Linked DNA regions of Mus musculus: region 1 is linked to region 2. Evidence: chromatin contacts called from public Hi-C data. All regions are on one chromosome and are shown on one strand. Each heading gives the region's core, a stretch centred on a gene start, on an enhancer-like site or on the middle of the called end of the contact. The rest is flanking DNA. Distances are from core to core; before and after follow the strand shown.

Evidence for each region. A called contact is a pair of places that touch in the nucleus more often than the background predicts.
Region 1: a Hi-C map of muscle stem cells shows a contact between it and region 2, with 5 times the contacts expected there. The contact joins the promoter of Srek1ip1 here to the promoter of Gtf2h2 in region 2. A contact is called at or near these places in 4 of 484 Hi-C or Micro-C datasets (CD4 T cells, CD8 T cells and muscle stem cells).

Annotation. Positions count from the first base shown.
Region 1 is chr13:104,815,557-104,818,729 of GRCm38.p6, reverse strand. It overlaps Srek1ip1 (splicing regulatory glutamine/lysine-rich protein 1interacting protein 1), which reads right to left and starts at 1,560. Exons shown (of 5, transcript NM_026075.3): 1 at 1,364-1,560. The coding sequence starts at 1,376. Cwc27 (CWC27 spliceosome-associated protein) reads left to right here and starts at 1,777. Exons shown (of 14, transcript NM_026072.1): 1 at 1,777-2,043. The coding sequence starts at 2,002.
Region 2 is chr13:100,491,202-100,494,607 of GRCm38.p6, reverse strand. Gtf2h2 (general transcription factor II H, polypeptide 2) reads left to right here and starts at 1,999. Exons shown (of 16, transcript NM_022011.4): 1 at 1,999-2,151.

The DNA.
Region 1 (3,173 bases), core at 311-2,810, 4.3 Mb before region 2:
CAACAGCTATCTCATAGCAGTGGTTATTAAAGGGAGGAAAAAAATATACAATGTTTGACATAGTATCAGATACATGGGTTACATAGTAAAAGTTAGATACTTTGAATTATCGCTTTAGTTAATTTCTCTTTTCTCTCAGGTTAGCTGATCGTTAGCCACGGCAGGGCTCTTTCATTCCCTCTTTTAGTTCCTCTTCCTTTCTGTATCTGCTCCCTCTCCCTGCAGGTCCCCTGCACTCTCACCTTTCTTTAGCTTTCATCTGGAACATCCTTTTGTACACTCTGGATCCTGTTAGGTGTCCTGTTTTTGCTCGCCCCAGCGTTAGTTCTACTTTCTGTAAATCCCCCCCCCCCCGAATTCTAGGAGAGCAAGGGTTTCTACCATGCTGACTGCCACACACTCAATAAATGTAGTCACCTCTCTTTTCACAGCTCCTGGAGTGCTCCTCTGCAGAAGTTAGGAAGCAGCCCCACCCCGCAACAGTAATCTCTAGAATAAAGTTCAGAAAAGGCTGCCACGGAACAAAGACAGGGGTCAAACAGTAGCGGGAAGGGGCAGTGTTAAGCAAAGTTGGGGCTTCACAAATAGTTTGAGGGTCTTTCCTACAGTACTATGCACTGTGAATCTCCGAGATGCGAGGCGGGTATATCTCTTAAAAACACCTGCTTGATAATAGGGTTTTACAGAAACACATTCTGACAAAGTCGGCTTGGGGAAGTTCTTAGCGGCTCCCCAGTAAACTGGAGCAACAAAAACATCCCCGGAGCTCAGTTTGCCGTTTCTAGGTTAGAAACCTCTGAACACAAAAGTGGAACCTACAAAGAATCTTAGATCTAATTCGAGAAAGCACTGTCTTGAAACTGATAGGGAAACTGAGGCCCGGAAGGGCACAGCAGCGGGCCTGCAGCCACATAGAAATTACAGGCTGGAAGTGCTAGAACAAGCCTCAGGTGCTCTTCTTGGCGACTTTCAGTATAATGTGTATAGCCACCTGGATTCGGCAAAATGCTCACATTTCGAATTTTATTTTGAAATCGTGTGAAAGTTACAGTCTTCTGGGCAAGTTGTCCCCTTAGGCCTACAGTTCTCATTGTCACCAAGTCCCTTGTCCCTCTTACAATACACTTTCCCTCTAATCCTGTGCAGTTTGGGCTTGTCCAAGAATGACAGAGATGATCTTTCCCTATCTTTCTCACCCCGCTTTGAACTTGTAGTATAAGCTTTTTCATGTAAGCCGACCAAATCTAAATTTTTAGGCCTTCGCCTGATTCCCCAAGTGCTCGCTGCCACCCACCCCCGTGCTCTGGGCTTCCCTGCTCGTCTCATTCCTCTGGAGTGAGAGAGCCCTGCGGTTGACCTTCACCTGGGACTGCCATGATGCAAGGTGAGTGGGATCGTCGGAGTCCTGGGCTTTCGAGATCACGTTAGGTTCAGGTCCGTTGCGAGGACAGCGCATTCCCAAAGGGATCTCTCCCACCCGGCCACTACAACTTCACCGGGCAGGGGAAGGCCCGATGCACATCTAGGGTTGGCGGAACTAAGTGGCTGTGGATGCAGTTTCCAGGGGTGTCCTACCGCGGAGCACACGCGGTCGGAACCATTTCGGCCCGCTTCGGGAGGTGAGTGCTATCTGCAATCGCCTGACCTGGACGCAGCCCCGGGATTTACGGATTGGCCCTTTAGCTCGTATTATAAACCTCGCTACAAATTCTCTAAAGTTGTAGAGGTCCTATAGTCTTTTCTAGTTTCCTGAAGGACAGGGAAGTCCCCCCTCCCGGGGTTAGCGGTGCTCCGGTCCGGGAGCAACATGGCGGCGTCCATGATGGGCTAGTTTGGGGAGTAACTAGTGATTAGTACGGCTGTCTTGTCCGACTCTGACCGAGTGAAGTTTTCCCCCAAATACTCAGGTTAAAGAATTGTGTGCTAACAGGTGGGCCTCGCCGGAGACCCGCCATTCGCTTGCGGCCACACTAAGGAGCGGAGTCCTGAGCACTGAGCAAGATGAGTAACATCTACATCCAGGAGCCGCCCACTAATGGGAAGGTGAGAGCCTTACCTCCTGGACACGGTGACTGGGGGCGGGCAGGGAGGGGCAGCTATCGGGGATTTTAGAGGTGGAAAGACCAAAGGACTCTTCTCCACACCCTGCATATGGCCAGTGTTGCATTTATATTCTTTACGGTGACGTGTCTCAGCATATTTTTGAAAGAGTTCTTGGGCAACCTCCCTATTCGCTAGTCTTCTGACCCCTTAACTTCCTTGATCCAACTCACGTGAGCGCCTTCTAGTGTCTATTGTTTTTAAGACTTATCTCAAGATTGTACACTTTTGCTTGTTGTTTAACTTGGAGATCGTGCATTCTCTACAGTCATTATTGAAGGCCTCTTTGGCACCACGCACTCTACTAGGTGCTGATGATACAAAGGTTGGTATTCTACCTTTATATGTGTGTCTGTATTATAGACACACACACACACACACACACACACACACACACACACACGTATATATATACTAATTCCCTATCTCAGGATTACAGACGTGCATGAACACACCTGCCTTTGCTTGGGAGGTATTGAAGAAGAGATTATATTGCCATGACAGTGATGGAGGGAAAACAGGAAATGATGGGGAAAACATCTTGGAGGAGATATCTTTTGAGATAATTGTCAGTTAGAAGCAGGGGAGGAGTGAGGAATGTTATTTCATAGGAATGGGAGTAGATTCCCTGATAGATTTCATGCTGAGCTATATATTTCTAGAGGACAATATTAATTTTAATGAATAAATGCGTGTAGAGATGAAATAGACTGACCATTCCACAATGCAGAACCTTCACGCTTCATTTCTCTAGTTTGCTATTTTACCTGTTCAAATGTAACAAAGAAGCCTATCAAATAGCAGATCTCAGTGATGCCCTGGGTCTCAGCAATTACCCAGTATTTAACAGTATCTTACCTTGGTTTCTTTCCTATATAGAATGCAAACACTATAGAGTTGAAGATGAGCATCTAGAGCAGTGGTTCTCAACCTGTGGCTCATGACCCCTTGGGTTGAATAACCCATTTACAGGGGTCGAATATCAGATACCCCGCATATTAGATATTTATATTAGGATTCATAACAGCAAGATTACAGTTATAAAATAGCTGGAAATAGTTTTACGGTTGAGG
Region 2 (3,406 bases), core at 750-3,249:
TGTGCTCTGCTGCATATACATCCGCCTGCCTGAAGAGGGCGTCCGATCCCACTACAGATGGTTGTGAGCCACCATGTGGTTGCTGGGAATTGAACTCAGGATCTCTGGAAGAGCAGCCAGTGCTTTTAATCACGGAGCTATCTCACCAGCCCTAATTAAATCTTTTTTAACCCTAACAGAGGCTAAGGTTGGCAAATCTCTGTGAGTTCAAGGCCAGTCTAATTTACAGAGCTAGTTCTAGGATTGCCAGGACTACACAAAGAAACCCCGTGTACACCAAACAAAAAACAAAACAAAAAAGTATTGGGTTGTTAAGGCTCACTTTCTTGCAGCCTTTCAAATTAAACGCTTTTTGTATTTCAGTTACACTACCCAAGCTGTTCCCAGATTTTCTAACTTCATTGTGCCAGCCAGCTATGGACACACACACACCACACTCAGGGAGGGAGAGGGAAAGAGAGAGGAATAGAGAGGGACTTACACGAGGTCTTATAATACAGCCCAGGCCAGTCTTGGGCTTGTAATCCTGCTTCAATCTCCCTAGTTCTGGTATAATCGGTATGTACCACCACACCCAGGTTTTATTCAATTCTTTCTTTACGGTTGTTCTTAGTTTCACAGCTTGAAAAGGTATTTCACTAGGTAAGATAATTTTATTGTTACTTTATATGTGATTGGAATATTAGTCATAGTTATACTGAGACTACCATGATTTCTGTGCACATTTTGTTTTGCTTTGGTACCCTGTTAACAAAGTTTTAATAAAAACCCCCTGTTCCAGCAGTCCTAGCAGACTTGTCTGGCCACGCGTCTCAGTTTGCCAAAGAGACACGTAATGATGAATGACAGAGAAAAGGGTTTTATTAAGGTGGCCATGATGAGAAAAACAGATAAAGGGGTTTGCATATACCAAGTCTGTCTTCGAGGGGCTGAGATGAACTTTGACATTTTATAGAAAAGGGAAATGGGAGGGGCTTGTGGTGTGCATAGATGACAGAGCCTGTGGTCTGGTCAGGTGATCTGGTCAAGGCATGGGTCTGATCACTTATGCCAACAAAGGCCTTGTTTCGCAAGGGTTTCTGGAGACCTTGCTAGTGATGTCATTACTCCGAGGCAGACTGTTTATGGCGAGGTAGTTACCCCAGCGCCAGCTTTCAGCCTCCCCACCATACGTAGTTGCCCTCATGTGGGAGGTGATCTGTCCTGCCAGGCTTGCTCTTTGCTTGGGAGTAGTCTCGGTTCCACGTCATAAGGATGTTTACAGATCAGTCTTGCCATTCCTTGTGTTCAAGAGAACTACAGAAGAGAGTGAGTGACTTAGCAGGAAAATTGTTTTTTAAAAAAAAAAGTCAGAGAATGGTGCCCTTCGTCTTCCTAGCTCAGTCTTAGTTTCTAAGACTATTTTACAGAGCCAAAGTTATGAGTGGGAAAAGTTCGAATGTGTCTTACTTCTATTCACAAATATGCTTAGATGTATTTTTATTTTATTGGGGGAATCCTCTTATTTTTGGGTTAAAGAGCATGCTTGGCGCTCGTGGGGGTGGGGCGGCAGGTGGGGCTATGGCTATGCAGTTAAGAGCACTTGTTGCTATTCCAGAGGGTCCGGATTTGATTTCCATCATCCACATGGCAGATAGCAAACATCTGTAACTTCAGTTCCAGGGGATCAGATGCCATCTTCCGTCCCCTGCCCCAACTAGGCACGAACATGGTGCACAGACATGCACGCAGGCAAAAACATCCAGATACTAAACAAAACCCAACAAAACAAAACCCACGGACAAAAAAAAACCTCCCTAAACGCATGTATAACGTATCCAGAACTTGTAGTTTTAGCTGTTTGGTCTATAGAAATGCACCCCACAGCAGAAATATTGGTGAACTGGAAGGCAGTTACGCTCTTGGGCACCACTTGCTCCCTAGCTCCCTCTTCTGGCAGCAGCTGCCCTCTGCCGCCGGAACATTTTTTTTTTCCCGTGGCTCCAGCGCGCTGCGGAAGAATTTTGGCGGCGCACTCAGACTGCCGGTACTTCCGGTGAGGGTCGTCTCGTCGAGGCTGGTGGGTCTACGCGAGGAGACCTGCGGGGTCCTGAGGCTGTGGAGGGCTGGAGTGAGGCGGACAGGAGAAGAAGCCTGGAGCTGAGGACCGAGGTGCAAAGCCCGGGTTGGCCTCGGGGGGGACCTGGAGGGCGGAGGGGGTGGGGGCGTGTGCAGGGAGCGCGGCAGCTTCCGCCTGAGGAAAGTTCTCGCTGCAGGGCTGCCGTTTGCCGTGAGTCTGTGTGGCCCGAAGCGAGTTTGCAGCCCCGAGCTGTCCCTCTCTGAACACGGGGGACAGTAAATCACCCTTGACCTCGGGCCAGGCAGGGTAAGGCGAGGCAGAGCCTCCGCAGTGGCCATGCGCGCTGCGGCTCGCGGGTGCACGCGAGGAGCTCACCGTGAGCATCTCCCGGGGCGGCTGGGTGTGATGACGGAAAGTCTAAGAAACGGGTGATCTGGCTGCGGCGTGGGGACTTCTAACTTCTCCCCGGTTGGATTCTCCATCATAAAGAGGCCCCGTATACCCAGCCAAAAAGTGTGCGGCGTTTACTCGTTGCTTCTCATTTTCTCTGAATTTAAGAGAGTAATAGAAGAGTAAAATATAAAGCAAATGTTGATGCGGTGGAGCAACATTTAAAAAGCTTAAAAGTAATATTATGCGAACTGTGTGTGCACACGCACACACGTGTGCTGGGATCACAGGTGTATTCCACTCTGCTCATCCTGAACAGAAATTTTATTTATTTTTAATTAATTAATTAATTAATTTGGAGATGGTTTCTCTGTGTAGTGTTGGCAGTCCTGGAACTCACTTTGTAGACTAGGGTGGCCTTGAACTTTAGAGATCTGCCTGCTTCTGCCTTCCGAGTGCTGGGACTAAAGGTGTGCTCCACCACAGCCAGGCTCATAGTTTTGTTATTTTTTAAAATTATTATTTTTTTTTTATTTACAGTTCCAATGTTATCCCCTTTCCTGGTTTCCCCTCCGAAAACCCCCTATTTCCTACCCCTTCCCCTGTTCACCAACCCACCCACTCCTGCTTCCTGGCCCTGACATTCCCCTATACTGGGGCTTAGAGTCTTCACACGACCAAGGGCCTCTCCTCCCATTGATGACAAACTAGGCCATCCTATGCAGCTAGAGCCATGAGTCCCACCATGTGTACTCTTTGGTTGGTGGTTTAGTCCCTGGGAGCTCTGGGGGTACTGGTTAGTTCATATTGTTGTTCCTCCTAGGGGGCTTGCACACCCCTTCAGCTCCTTGGGTACTTTCTCTAGCTCCTTCATTGAGGACCCTGTGCTCTGTCCAATGGATGGCTGTGAGCATCCACTTCTGTATTTGGCAGGCACTGGCAGAGCCTCTCAGGAGG